Regions from separate parts of the Mus musculus genome. Here region 2 is linked to region 1. The links are chromatin contacts, called in public ChIA-PET maps. All regions are on one chromosome and are shown on one strand. Each heading gives the region's core, a stretch centred on a gene start, on an enhancer-like site or on the middle of the called end of the contact. The rest is flanking DNA. Distances are from core to core; before and after follow the strand shown. Region 1 holds the start of 0610039K10Rik (RIKEN cDNA 0610039K10 gene). Region 2 overlaps Stk4 (serine/threonine kinase 4).

Region 1 (7,202 bases), core at 4,543-7,042:
ATGCCTCCAGCCCTTACTACAGTTCCTCACGCTGTGATGATCCCCAGCCATAACATGATTGTCGTTACTACTTCATAACTTTGGGGTTGCTGCTGTTATGAATCCTAATGTAAATATCTGATAGGCAAATGGTCTTAGGCGACCCCTGCAGAAGGGTCCTTCAACCCACAGAGGGGTCATGACTTACAGGTTGAGAACCACTGGTTTAGGGCAAAAGTCAAGGTATGGATGCCAGCCCACAGAGAGACATGTAGCAGTGAAGATCAGAGAAGGACTGAATGAGAACAGCCCCCAGAGGCTCCTGTGTTTCAAAGCTTGATCCCCAGGAGGAATTAGGAGATGTGACCACGATAGAGGGGGTGTGTCCCTGGGGGTTTTATGTTTGAAAAGCCCACAGGATTCCTAGTTGCACATTCCCCTCCTTCCCTGCACACGATTGTAGATCAGAATGTAAACTCTCTGCTGCTTTTCCAGGGTCATGACTGCCTGCCTGCTTCCGTGCCTGCCCCCATAATGACCATGAACTCTAGCCGCTACCTGACTATTTTTTCCTATAAGTTGCCTTGGTCTTGGTGTCGTATCATCCCAAACAGAAAAGTAACCATAAAGAGGGTTAATAAATAGATGAATTGATAAAATAAGATAAAGGGGTTCAAGTGACCTCAAATCGGTCTTCACAGAGATGACAGGAACTTTGACATTTTATTGACAAGAGGAACAATGGAACTGGTTGGTTAAAATACCAAGTTCCCTTATTTGCTACCTTCATGTTGTTGGGCTAGACAGTATTTTCAATTATTATAATCCTAGGTATATTCTGCTATGTTATATACTAGTCAAACACTGAGAAAAAATAAATATGGATTAAACCCAGGTCATAATGTCTAGACTTTGATGTTATCTGTGGTCCAGGAGTTTCTGCCTTAACGGCTTTACCAGCCATTTCTGTTTCTTAAAGATGCTTTCCAGCCTGCTACATCAGATCCTAGCAACTCACCTTTCAAACAGTGAGGAAAAATCAATATTTGACTCTTGTGTACATGAAATGTGATGCTTCGTCCTCTGGGGGATCCTAGAAAGAATGACACCTTACACTGAGCCTTTGGGAAGGCTGATTAACTAATTAGAACTTCAGTGATTACTACAGAGAGATTGGAATGTTGCAGGTCCAGAGTCTATTTATGGTTTTCCTTGGGCTATCTTTATCTTCCTCAATAGTCATTCATTCCTTCATCACCTATGTGTCTGACCCAACACCCTGTGATTAACTTAACAGGCCTTTGGTTTCTTAGCTTCCACCAGCCAGAAGGCCAATGTTGTCAACAGATAGCCTCAGACCTAAAGAAGAGATTTTCCTTCCTCCTCTTTGCTGTAAGCTGCTGTCCATAGTTGGATCTGTTGCTGTGATAAACACCAGGACCACAAGCAATCTGAGGAGGGAACGGTTTATTTCAGCTTACAGGTTAAAATCCAGGAAAGAAACTCAAGGCAGGAACCTGAAGGCAGCAACTAAAGAAAGGTTAGAGATCACGGAGAAAGGCTACTTCCAAGTTTGCTCTCTGGCTTGTGTTCAGCCAACTTTCTTATACAGTCCAGACCCACTTGCCTAGGAACAGTCCCACTACAGTGGGCTGGAGCCTGGTGAGCCTGGTGCATCAATTCGCAATAAAGATTAATTAGCCAATCTGATCATAAGATTCCACCAGTGTATTTGAGACTGCCTTAGTTTATGACTTTATTAATTTATATGATGGGTGTTTTACCTACATGTATGTCTGTTCACCATGTGTATGTGCCTGGTGCCCACAGAGGTCAGAACAGGGTGTCAGAGACCCTGGGAACTGAAGTTACAGAACTTCATGGGCTGCCATCTAAGTATTGGGTCCTTTGTGTTTCTGTTTTTTTTTTTGTTTTTTTTTTTTTTTTTCCTTTTTCCGTTTTGTATAGCTCTGACTGTCCTGGAACACTTACTCTGTAGACCAGGCTGGCCTCGAACCTGCCTCTGCCTCCCAAGTGCTAGGATTAAAAGCATGTACCACCACTGTCTGGCCTATTGGGTCCTTTGTGAGAGCAGCCAGTGCTTTTTTTTTTTTAAGATTTATTTATTATATGTAAGCACACTGTAGCTGTCTTCAGACACCTCAGAAGAAGGCATCAGATCTCATTATGGATGGTTGTGAGCCACCATGTGGTTGCTGGGATTTGAACTCAGGACCTTCAGAAGAGCAGTCAGTGCTCTTAACCACTGAGCCATATCTCCAGCCCACAGCCAGCGCTCTTAACTGCCAAGCCCAGACTCCTGGACCACGTTTTCTGTTTGTTTGGTTTTGGATTTTCTTTTGTTTTGTTTAGGTCTCATGTAGCTAAAGCTGGCCACAAACTCCCTGTATAGCAGAAGGTATCCTTGAATGATTTTCCCCCTGAGACAGTGTCTCTCTCTCTGTGTAGCCCTGGCTATTCTAAAGTTCCCTATGTAGACCAGGCTGCCTTAAAATCTCTTCTCCTGCCTCTCCAGTGCTGTGATTAAAGGTATAAACCACCAAGCCCAGGCTGACCTTGAACTTCTTATCTTCCTCCCTTGTGCAGAGCTCTGGGTGCCGCCTTCTAGGAATTTGACTAGGACATGATGGGTTAGGACAAGGAAGTAGGCTCAACAGGAATACAGCTGAGGAATGTGTTCTTTGTAGACCCTGAATACAGTAGTCATGGGGCCTTTGTCTATGCTTAGTGTGTTTTTTATCTACCTTGTTTATGCCTTTGGACTGACCACCACATTCTTTTTTTTTGTTTTTGAGACAGGATTTCTCTGTGTAGTCCTGGCTGTCCTAGAACTCACTCTGTACACCAGGCTGGCCTCGAACTCAGAAATCCGCCTGCCTCTGCCTCCCAAGTGCTGGGACTATAGGCGTGCGCCACCACTGCCCAGCTGACCACATTCTTTGTACCTAGAATGGTATAAAAGCAGACCTGAGGAAAAGAAGGTCCAGCGACAGGCCCAAAGTGGGACCCAGCTCAAGGGGAGGTCCCAAGGCCTTATACTATTACTGAGGCTATGGAGCGCTCACAAAAAGGGAGCTAGCATGACCACACTCCAGAAGACCCAACAAGCAGCTGAAAGAGTCAGATGCAGATCTTTTCATCCAACCGATGGACAGAAGCTTCTGACCCCTGTGGTTGAATTAGGGAAGGCTGAACGAAGCTGAGGAGGAGCACTACCCTGTAGGAGGACCAGCAGTCTCAATTAATCTGGACCCCCCAAGATCTCTCAAACACTGGACCACCAAACAACAAGTAGCACACACCCGGCTGATATGAATCCCCCAACACACATACAGCAGAGGACCCCCGGGGTTTGTGTTCAATTACAGATGATAGCACCTAACCCTCAAGAGACTGGAGGCCCCCAGGGAGTTTAGAGGTCAGGTAGGGTAGAGGGTGGGGACAGCCTCTTGGAGACAGGGAGGTAGGGAGGAGGTATGGGATGTGGAACAGTTGAGGGTGGGGAGGGGGAATAAAATCTGGAGTGTAGATAGATAGATAAATAAATAAATAAATAAATAAGCAGATGGGAAAAAAATCAAACCTGGGGTTTTTTTTTTTTCATGTTATAGTGACTGGAGTCATGTTATAGTGTTGCTGTCTCATCCTCTGTTTCTTCAATCCTTGATCCCTCCCTAGAGACCCTGTTGACAGAGATGGCTTGGCCACTCCCTCTATAGGCCAAGCACAAGGATCCTAGGTGTATACCACCAAGCCCAGCCCAACCTTGACCTTCTTATCCTCCGACCGCTTCAGGCCAAGTACAAGGTGTATATTGGTCACCAGGCCTGGCTTACGTAGAGGTGGAGTTCAAATACTAGACAAGCACTCTACCAATTGAACTACAATCCTCAGCCCTTGAATAAACTTCTACTGAAAAAAAAATCCTCCTGTATATACCATCTCATATTACTTATTGAGTGAAATTGTTGGTTTCTGGGTGGAAGCCAGAAAAAAGAAAACTCATTTCCAGAGATAAGCTTAAAACTGAAAGCTTTATTTTCTAAGCATGCAGGGAGCCGGCCAGTTTGGGATCTGTACTTTTTTTTTTTTTTTTTTTTTTTTTTTTTTTTTTTTTGGTTTTTCGAGACAGGGTTTCTCAGTGTAGCCCTGGCTGTCCTGGAACTCACTCTGTAGACCAGGCTGGCCTCAAACTCAGAAATCCTCCTGCCCCTGCCTCCCAAGTGCTGGGATTAAAGGCGTGCACCACCACCGCCTGGCTGGGATCTGTACATTTTTAAGGGATGGGAACCCAAAGCAGGGGGTAGTGGGGAGCCTCAGTATTATCTAATTGTATTTTGATATTATGGGTACCTATTGGAGACTGGGCTGTATCCTGGGCACCTGGCTTCAAGGTCATTAATTCAGCTCTTGGAGTCAAGTCTTCTGGACTCTGGCCCGGAATTTTAGAATGATAAGGGAACAGAGGAGTGGGCGAGCTGCATGTAGTCAATTAGTGCATAACAGGCAATGGTTATAGGTTTTTATAACTTATGCATGTTGGCTCAGATAACAGTAGTTTCTATATTCTTTACTGGTTAACAGACAAGAAAACATTTGGACAAGTGGGGTAGGCATTCGGAGCAGGACCTTGTTTGGCCCGGCCTTCAAGGAGGGGAAGTTGTCCCTGAAATATCTGGACTCAGACAATTGTTTTCAACCGAGGTTGCTGAGCTGTTGGTAAAGTCCCCAGCTCCCCCAGGGCCTGAGACCTTGAATTTAGAAAACGAAAACGGTAGTACTTAGCATAAGTTTCTTTTGCTTGTTCCCAACAAAATGAGGACATGACTGCTCCAAGGTATGGCTGAGGAGAAAATTTTTATTATAGATATGAGAACGAGTACAGCCAGAGGCATCGGGAAGAGTCTAGGACAGGGAAAGTAGTGAGCTGAACCTGGCCAGCAGACTGACCCCCGCGGAGGGAGGGGGCAGGGGGAAAGGGGGGCAGGGGAAAAGAGGAAGGGGGAAAGGGGAAGGGGAGACAAGGCTGGAGAAGTTTCCGGTAGGGTGTGGGGTAAGAAGAGTGGCTTTTTTGTTCGTCTGAAACTCTATGTAGCACAGGATAGTTTTGAACTCCTGATCCTCCAGCCTCATCCTCTTTAGTTCTGGGATTACAGATGCTAACTGATTATTGAATGGCCCAACATAGCCTGTTTGCCTCTGAGTTTGCCAACATTCCATCTCTCAATAATCACAAAGTACTGCCCAGCCACGACTTAACAGTCTGTAGGATCTTTATTTAATTCGGATGTAGCTTCTTCCGAGGATAAGTGCAGTTCGTAGGGAACATGCTGTCTTTCTGCACCTTTATGTTGCCTCTGACCACCAGCGCCCCAAGCGAGCCCGGAGTTGTATGCCACGAACCCTCTACGTCCTCTGCCACCCCAGCAGTCTTAGGCTCCGCCTTCTCCCCCTCCGTGGGCGGGGCCACCCAATGACGTAAACTGGGCGTCCTGCGAAGGGCGGGCCCTGTTTCCGGCTTGAGGATCCGTCGCGTTTCTGAGGCGACGCCTCAGTCAGCAGTTAGGATCCGCTCGGAGCGGTCGGTCTCGGCCCCGGCGTCACCATGGGGGCCGTCCTCGGCGTCTTCTCCCTCGCCAGCTGGGTGAGTCCCGAGGCCTCGGCCGTCCGGGGCCTGAGGCGCGCAGGGGGTGGGTGTCGGGCCGCCCGAGGCGGACCCTCCACTCTCTGAGGCTAACAGAGAGGAGCGGGCAGGCCCAGGGTCCAGGCCCGGTAGCCGTCGTCCCGGAGTCGGGGTGCGGCGGCTCGGCTGGCTCTCGCTGTGGGCGGAGGGTCGCGGGAGGCCGGACCGCCATTGTTTACAATTTCGACGCCCCGCCCCCGCCAGCCTTCCGGACCCAGGGTTCCCGCGGCCAGGCGACGCCGAGGTTCCACGGCGCGGGTTCCTGAGTGGCTAGAGGATGGCGTCAGGGAATTTAGGGCCACTGTAGTCATTTTTCTTCATAGTTCGGCATATGCCAGCGCTACTGAGTGGGGTTGGGAGCGGGGCTTTTAAGTCAGCCCTGCTGCAGGTCGCGAGCAAAAGGCGTTTAATTAGAAGCCCCGCGGCCTAAATATTTTCGAATTAAACACCCTAGCATTCCTCTCCTCCAGAACTGTTGTGAGGATAAAGTAAAGAAATTAGTCCGATTCCCCTTGTCAATGGTAAAACGTTTTTAGAAGTTAATTTTAGGATCTCTTTAACCTAAGGAATAATCTAACAAATCTGCCTCAGAGGAACTTGGTAGCTTGAACCACAGTGCCTAATTGTTTTCTCCTTCCCGAGCTGATGTAATGAACCAAGGACTCAGGCTCTGCTCATGTCAATGGCATGTCTCAGGGCAGAAGTAATGTCGAAGATATCTTGTATATTTTTCTCCTCCTGGTTTAAAACCATAATTTGAAAATATCCTATCCAGGTGTTCATATCTAGAAACTCCTTGCATATATTGTTAATTCAGTTTTTACCCAGTAGGGGGTTAGGATACCAGAGTGGAATGAGAGAAGAGTACGAAATTAAAGGCTGTGGAGGGCCATGGCAGATCATTTGTTATTTGTTTTGAGACCCTGTCTCAAAACAGGGAGGTGCAAATTACAGTTTATGGGTAGGTTTTTAGAGGCTGTGGGTTTAGTCTCCAATTGCCACTATCCACCCCCATCTCCCATCCCACGCCAAAAAAGGGGGACAGAATATCAGGGAGCCAAATCATGCAGATACCCACTGTATGCCTTTATTTTTTAGGCAATCTCTTTGGTCATTCTGGGTGTTTAAGATTGCACCCAGGACCTTGTTTGTCCAAAGCTTATCTCTGAGAGCTCCTCCAGCTACACCTCCAGTCCAGTCTGGATTAAAGATTTCAAAGGACTTTTGTACGTGTTTAATTTTTGCCTTATTGAGATAGGTCACCAGATCTCCCTGAGTATCCCATGCTGGCCTTTCATTCACAGTTCTCCTTATTGGGATTGTAGGAAGGTGTTACTCCTGGCAAAGAAGTTTGGCCTTTACTTTTTTTGAAATATGGTTTTACGTTGTAGCCCAGGTTGGCCTTGAACTTTTAGCAATCCTCCTACCTCAGCCTAGTGCCGAAACTACAGATGTGAGTCCCCACTACTGGCATGTCTTAGTAAAATGCTTCACATTATTATTACTTGGGGCGGCGGGG
Region 2 (7,079 bases), core at 2,692-5,191, 450 kb before region 1:
CGACCTCACAACTGATCAGAGGTCTAACAACTGTTCCCCTTCCCCTTGCTCACATGCAGGTATTCTAAACCATACAGTGTCAAAAAAAAGAGAATCCTTTCGCGTGTGTGTGTGTGTGTGTGTGTGTGTGTATGTGTGTAGGCTGAAGAGACTGTGGTACTAAGGATTAAAACACTGGGCCTGTGGATGCCAAGCAGGAGCTCTGCTACTAAGCTTTTTTCCATATGCTTAATTATCTCTCTGAAAAAAAACAAAATTATCTAGCTACTATAGGCTGCTATAAAATCAAGCACATTTAAATTCTCCTTCTCAAAGATCAAGGTTATCCCGTATTAGGGCTGGAGAGTGCTCACAGTTACTATCACACAGTGGTCTTGCAGAGGACCTGAGTTTGGTTCCCAGCATTCCTGTCGGGCAGTTTACACCGCTTGTAACTCCAGCTTCAGGAGATCTGACACCCTCTTCTGGCCTCCAAGGTAGCACACATTTAAAATAATAAATCTTTCTTTAAAAAACTCTTAATTGCTGGATTTTAAATGATGTAAATCCCATTTTATGAAAAACGAAACTGTTTCACATTAAATACTTTAAATTCTTTTTGGGTGGGGGAGGGGGAGTCTAAGACAGGGTTTCTCTGTGTAATCTTATCTACCCTGGAACTCGTTCTATAGACTAGCCTTTGCCTCTGAGTCTGAGGATTCACAAACCAAAAAAAGCATGAAAAAGATAATATATGAACCAAAATGGTGGTTAGTGATGTAAGTGCAAAAACAACCTGAAGAAAACACTGTCTGACACTGGTGACCCAATGGAAATCACAGAAAATGACTAAGTAGAAAGCCCATATATTTACAAAGCTAAAAATGTGGTTCCTTAACTTTTAAAAGATATATATACATATTGTATATAATTTGTAAGTCAGCCTATACATTTCTGTATTTTACAGCCTATATCCTTCAGGGAGACGGTCAAGCAGACACTCTAGAATGAAGAAAGGACCATATTCAATTATTTTTTTTTTTTAAAGATTTATTTATTTATTATATGTAAGTACACTGTAGCTGTCTTCAGACACTCCAGAAGAGGGAGTCAGATCTTGTTACAGATGGTTGTGAGCCACCATGTGGTTGCTGGGATTTGAACTCCGGACCTTTGGAAGAGCAGTCGGGTGCTCTTACCCACTGAGCCATCTCACCAGCCCTCAATTATTTTTTTACGACATCTAATGCCAGGGGAAGAATAACACCTACAGTATTTATCATTATAGAAAATTACTTCATTTCTTGTTTAGAATGTAACCAAGGAAGCTGCCACACCACTTTCTACTGCTAACCAGCAGCTAACCCCCCACGGGCTCTCTGCATCCTTACCCTCATTGGATGGATATCAGCATATGGGGGCTTTCCTTCAGCCATTTCTATGGCAGTTATTCCCAGAGACCAGATGTCTGCCACACAGTTGTACCCAATTTCCTGAATAACTTCAGGAGCCATCCAAAACGGGGTCCCTATTACTGTATTCCTCTTTGCCATGGTATCCTAAAAGGGAAAGGGGAGAGACCAACACAAAGCATGAAAACTACTGAGAAAAGGGAACAGTTTGAACAATTAAAAACTGCTGTGTTCACACCAAGTGGTAAAAGGTGGCGCGGATGTTTGAGACTAACCGGTTAATTTTTGCTTAGATTTCATTAAGGCTCCCTCCATAGGATGGAGCCCATTACTTATGCTGTCAATGAGTCCAAGGATCTGAGACTAACTAGGTCATCAGCCCTAAGGGACACTTGCTTCTTTTATTCTGCTAAATGACACAGCAATAAAACAACTCCTCGGGCTGGCGAGATGGCTCAGCGGGTAAGAGCACTGACTGCTCTCCCGAAGGTCCAGTGTTCTATTCCCAGCAACCACATGGTGGCTCACAACCATCCATAATGAGATCTGATGCTCTCTTCTGTTGCGTCTCTAAGACAGCTACAGTGTACTTATGGATAATAATAAATAAATTTTTGGGCCAGAGTGAGCAGGGCTGACCGGAGGGAGCGAGGTCCTAAAATTCAATTTCCAACAACCACATGATGGCTCACAACCATCTGTACAGCTTCAGTGTACTCACATACATAAAATAAATAATAAATAAATCTTTAAAATAAATAAATAAAACTCCTCATGACACATTGCTACACCCGTAGATCAACCATTACCAGAGAAGTTTCTGCAAGTAACAGAGACCCACCACAACTGGACAACATGCAGAAAGTTGGGACAATGTCCCACCCCCAGCCAAGAAGCCATTTGCAATTGATGGCTGCTGGGAGAAGGAAAGTCTGTTTCCTTCAACAGTGTCACTGAGAACAACATCCCGACTCCAGGGTGGGCCTCAGGCTCTGGAGGAGCTGGCCAATGCAAGCTGGACTCCCTGGTTCTTAACAGAAACAAAAGCAAAACCAAAAAAATTAAATAACTAACAACAACAACAAACCCCATGTAGTGGGTGGGTGGGTGGGAGCTGTGGGAGAACCTGGAAAGGGGAAAAATATGATTAGAATATACTGTATAAAATTCTCAAGGAATAAATAAAAACATTTAAAAAAAACAGTGCCTTTATCTAGAAACAATACTCGAGGCATAATCAGATGAGTCACTAAAGAAAGTCAAATGGCGGGCTGGAGAGATGGCTCAGCGGTTGAGAGCACTGACTGCTCTTCCAGAGGTCCTGAGTTCAATTCCCAGCAACCACATGATGGCTCACAACCATCTATAATGGAATCTGATGCCCTCTTCTGGTGTGTCTGAAGACAGTTACCGTGTACTCATACATATAAAATAAATAAATAAATAAACAAATCTTAAAAAAAAAAAAAAAAAAAAAAGAAAGTCAAATGGCCAAGAACCATAAAGATTTTCAATTATTAAAATACAGTTATTAAAATTTTTTAAATTTAAACTAGTACTAATAAAAAACATACATGAAACATCTGATCACTGGAGTATGAGAAAGTACAACCTCACCAACTGGCAATATTTAGTAAACTTTTTTAAAATATCTATATCTCTCTAACCAAGTATCTTTCTAGACATTTACCTTACATGTGAGTACCCTAAACCATACACACAAAAGTAGAATGTTCAAGTGACTACCAAGCCAGGGACACCTCTACCTCAGCTACTCCAAAGGCCACCTGAACAACATAGCTCAAGATCAAGACAATGCTGCGGTACTCTGTCTCAATAATTAAGCACCTAACCTGAGTTACATAACAATAATAAAAATAATTTTTTAAGAAATCACCACACAGGTGCCTAACACTTGTAATCTGAGTCCTCAGGGAGCTGAGGTAAGAAGATCTCAGAGAATTCAAGGCCAGCCTGGACTGCACAGTGAGTTCCAGAATGGCAGGGAACCTAGAATGAAACCTAGTCTCAAAATCATAAATAAGTAAGACCAGCCTTTAATCTCAGCATCCAAGGCGGCAGAGGCAAACAGATCTTTGTGCATGCTTTCTAGGCCATTCTGATCTACATAGCAAGTTCCAGGCCAGCCAGGAATACCTAGTAAGACCCTGCTCAAAAAGAAAAATAAATATTACAATACATACGTATATACTGAAATACCATGTTAAAAATTCTCTCAAGAGGCAGGCAGAGTGAACATTCACCTACAGCCCACACACGAGAGACACAGCAAAAGGCTCTTAATTTTGAGGATAGACAGAACTAAATAGCAAACCTCTATTTCAAATGAAAACAGGTATGGAAAACGTGTAAGCTATTGCAACACCAAAAGAAATAGTTTACAAAATATTGAAGAATACAGCTTTATTTCTGTGAAAACAAAACAACAGTCAAGAGAATGCAACACCCAGTCAACAGAAACGCCAGGGCCGCACAAGAGCAGCCTGGAGTGATAAGCACTGTTAGGAACGGTCACAGCTAGAGGGCAGAGCTACTCAGATGTTTTCCTTCTTACACTCGGTAACACTCCCTTGGTTTATATGTGCAATTAGAAAAATCGTCTTAAAGCTGAGATATAAAAAATGGTCCCAAGGTTCCCCTGTGGTTTGAAGAAGGGTATATGGCACTTACTACACTAATAAGCAGGTAAACGCTTTCCCAGAATCTTGCTACAACTGATGCACAGTTAGGGAGAGGACTTCCAAACCCAGCAAAGATACAGACAAGTCTCCCATCCCTATTCCCATACTCCTGAAGTGCCTGTGACTTAGGTTATGTCAGTTAGGAGCAATGACAGATGGCACTTCTAAGCTAACCTCACACTGTCCACCAAATTTAAAACAACAACAACAAAGGAAACAACTTGGGCTTAATCATTTCCTTAGCAGAAACCTCAAACTTGCCAGCATGTTTTCAAATGGTGATACCCAGAGTTATTTTTACTAGATTATTTAAACCAGAAGTGGATAGCTACATAAAGGAAAGTGTTTTGAGAATTATGTAACCTGTGTATCCTAAACTCCAATTAGTTACAGAGTTATTAAGTACAACAGAGCAACAGAAAGCGTTAAACCCAAAAACTGGCTCATATAACTATATACGCACACAATCAAAAGCCCGTCAGCTCTCTATGCCACACAGACAATTTAACATGCTTTCAAACCAGTGTGAGAAGGACAGAATATCCCCAAACTACAAAGCACTGGCCAAGGGTGGTGGCACAAACCTTTAACCCCAGCATTTGGAGCTAGAGGCAGGCAGATCTCTCTGAGTTCAAGGCCACCTGGTCTATATCAAAGTTCTAGACCAGCCAGTACTATGTAATGATACCCTATCTCAGTGGAGGAGGAAGAGGAGGAGGAAGAGGAGGAAGAGGAAGAAAAAGAGGAGGAGGAAGAGGAGGAAGAGGAACAGAAACAAACTAAAACCTAGGTAGTCATGTATGAAACTCTAAACTTAAATTCCATCTAGGGCTGGTGAGATGGCTCAGTGGGTAAGAGCACTGACTGCTCTTCCGAAGGTCCTGAGTTCAAATCCCCGAACCACATGGTGGCTCACAACCATCTGTAATGAGATCTGACGCCCACTTCTGGTGTTTCTAAAGACAGCTACAGTGTACTTATGTATAATAATAAACAAATCTTTAAAAAAAATTCTATCTAATACTTTTACCAAAATAAGTTCAAATAAGGTAACTCTCAAATATAGAAAACAAAGCCCAGAAGAATACTGAAGTATAGATGAACTGGTATATGGTGCTGGAACAGAACACCAAAGATAAAAATCCAGAGAGAGATGGAGACAGATATTGATTTTCCTTAAAAAAAAAAAAAACTTTAGAAACTAAAGGACAAGCAGGCCGGCCAGCTCAGTGGTTAGGAACACTCCCTAGTCTTCTGGAGGACCTGAATTTGGCTCCCAACAACCATGTGGCTCCCAACCACCTATAACTCCAGCTCCAAAAGATCCAACACCCTCTTCTGGCTTTCCAAAGGCACTGCACCCAACACACAAAAATAAAACTTTAAAATACAAATTTGAGAGGGGTGTGTGTGTGTGTGTGTATGTATGTGAGAGAGAGAGAGAGAGAGACAGACAGACAGACAGACAGACAGACAGACAGAATGAATGAATAAACATGAATCTGAGATGGGGATAGAATATGAATCTAAGCCTGCCCAGCCGGTCCTTAGTTCACTCTTGTACTCTAAGCAGCCCTGACAGACGGAGGCTTCAAGACCAAGCTACACAGGGAATTCCAGGCCAGCCTTGGCTACAGGATGAGGCTGTGCCTAAAAGGGAGGGAAGGAACCCAGAGTGATGAGGCACACACTCTGCACCCGGGAGGCAGAAGCAGGGCCTCTGAGTTTGAGGTCAGCCTGGTTTACAGAGGCCAGAGAGGGCTACACAGTAAGAACTTGTCTTTTGAAAGTTAAAGGGTTTTTTGTTTTGTTTTTTTTTTTGGGGGGGGGGCCAATTATCCTAAGGACAAAAATCAAATACGCACTAAAAACTCCAGCTCCTGACGCTTACCACACATCCCCACCACACTGTGGCTGTAGGAACTTAAACAGCAAGGTCAGTGAGCACCCAGTGTGCAACAGCACACTCACACATGAAACCCAAGCTGCATCACACACTGAGTCTCACAGATAGCCGTGTGCTGCTAACCCAGGGGGCTGAGGCAGAGGGATGGAGTCTAACACCAGCCTGGGCTACAGAAGACCGTCTCCAAAACAGAAAAAGAAACTAATTGCAGATTTCTGCTAAAAGATGACAGACTGGACAAACACATCTTATTGTCACTTCTTGCCCAAACCATCTAAAAATGCAAAGCAGAGCCAGAAAATTCTGTAAGCTGGGAAGCAGATGGCAGCTGAACAGTGGAATGAGTCCTGAGGCAGTCACTGGGAAAACTAAGGAACAACCTAACTGCAACCCAAAGCCTTCCAAACGGCTTAGAGGCGGCTGGCATGATCAGATGCTACAAGTGGACATCAGAACAGCAATGCTGGCTTCAAAGACTCTACAGAAGGGTTTAGAAAGCAGGCATCTTGGCAAAGGCCTCGTATCCCAGCCTTCAGGAGGCTGAAGCAAGGGGACTAGGAGTTCCAAGCCAGCTAAAGCTATACTGCAAAATCCTCTCCCAAAAATAAAGAAATGTCTATACAGTAAGGACGGCTAGAGGAGTGCTCAGTGACACACAGCACTTCTTACTCTGTCACAGCACCTGCATTTGGTTCCCAACATCCCCATCAGGTGTCCACATCAGGTATCTGTAATTCCAACCCCACATGGATCTGACATCTAGAATGCTGGCATCTAACTCAGTGAAAGACAGGCTTGAAAGCCCATCTGCAGGGTTGGTGATATGGCACAGTGGTTAAGAGCATCGACTGCTCTTCCAAAGGTCCTGAGTTCAAATCCCAGCAACCACATGGTGGCTCACAACCATCCGTAACGAATCTGATGCTCTCTTCTGGAGTGTCTGAAGACAGCTACAGTGTACTTACATATAATAAATAAATAAACAAATATTTTAACAACAACAAAAAAAGCCCATCTGAAATCCTACATTCCTCCTAGGAGATGGGAGGTGACTACAGGAGAACTTGTGGAATCTGCACC

Evidence for each region. ChIA-PET counts read pairs in DNA pulled down with a chosen protein or histone mark.
Region 2: a contact with region 1 is called in an RNA polymerase II ChIA-PET map of memory CD8 T cells, with 29 read pairs. The contact joins the enhancer-like site here to the promoter of 0610039K10Rik in region 1. A contact is called at or near these places in 1 of 39 promoter capture datasets (pre-B cells), 1 of 484 Hi-C or Micro-C datasets (CD4 T cells) and 3 of 115 datasets of contacts at active chromatin or transcription factors (the 230-238 cell line, bone marrow-derived dendritic cells and memory CD8 T cells).

Annotation. Positions count from the first base shown.
Region 1 is chr2:163,643,440-163,650,641 of GRCm38.p6, reverse strand. 0610039K10Rik (RIKEN cDNA 0610039K10 gene) reads right to left here and starts at 5,792. Exons shown (of 1, transcript NR_028113.1): 1 at 4,842-5,792. It overlaps Serinc3 (serine incorporator 3), which reads left to right and starts at 5,499. Exons shown (of 10, transcript NM_012032.4): 1 at 5,499-5,644. The coding sequence starts at 5,606.
Region 2 is chr2:164,091,198-164,098,276 of GRCm38.p6, reverse strand. Stk4 (serine/threonine kinase 4) reads right to left here. Exons shown (of 11, transcript NM_021420.4): 6 at 1,371-1,538. Among named protein-coding and RNA genes, the nearest start is that of Stk4, 21 kb to the right of the region's middle. Within about 2 kb of position 3,941, at least 26 of the 459 cell types and tissues checked have an H3K27ac peak or open chromatin away from gene starts, as enhancers often do. A contact at or near this core is called in memory CD8 T cells and pre-B cells, where this site is marked.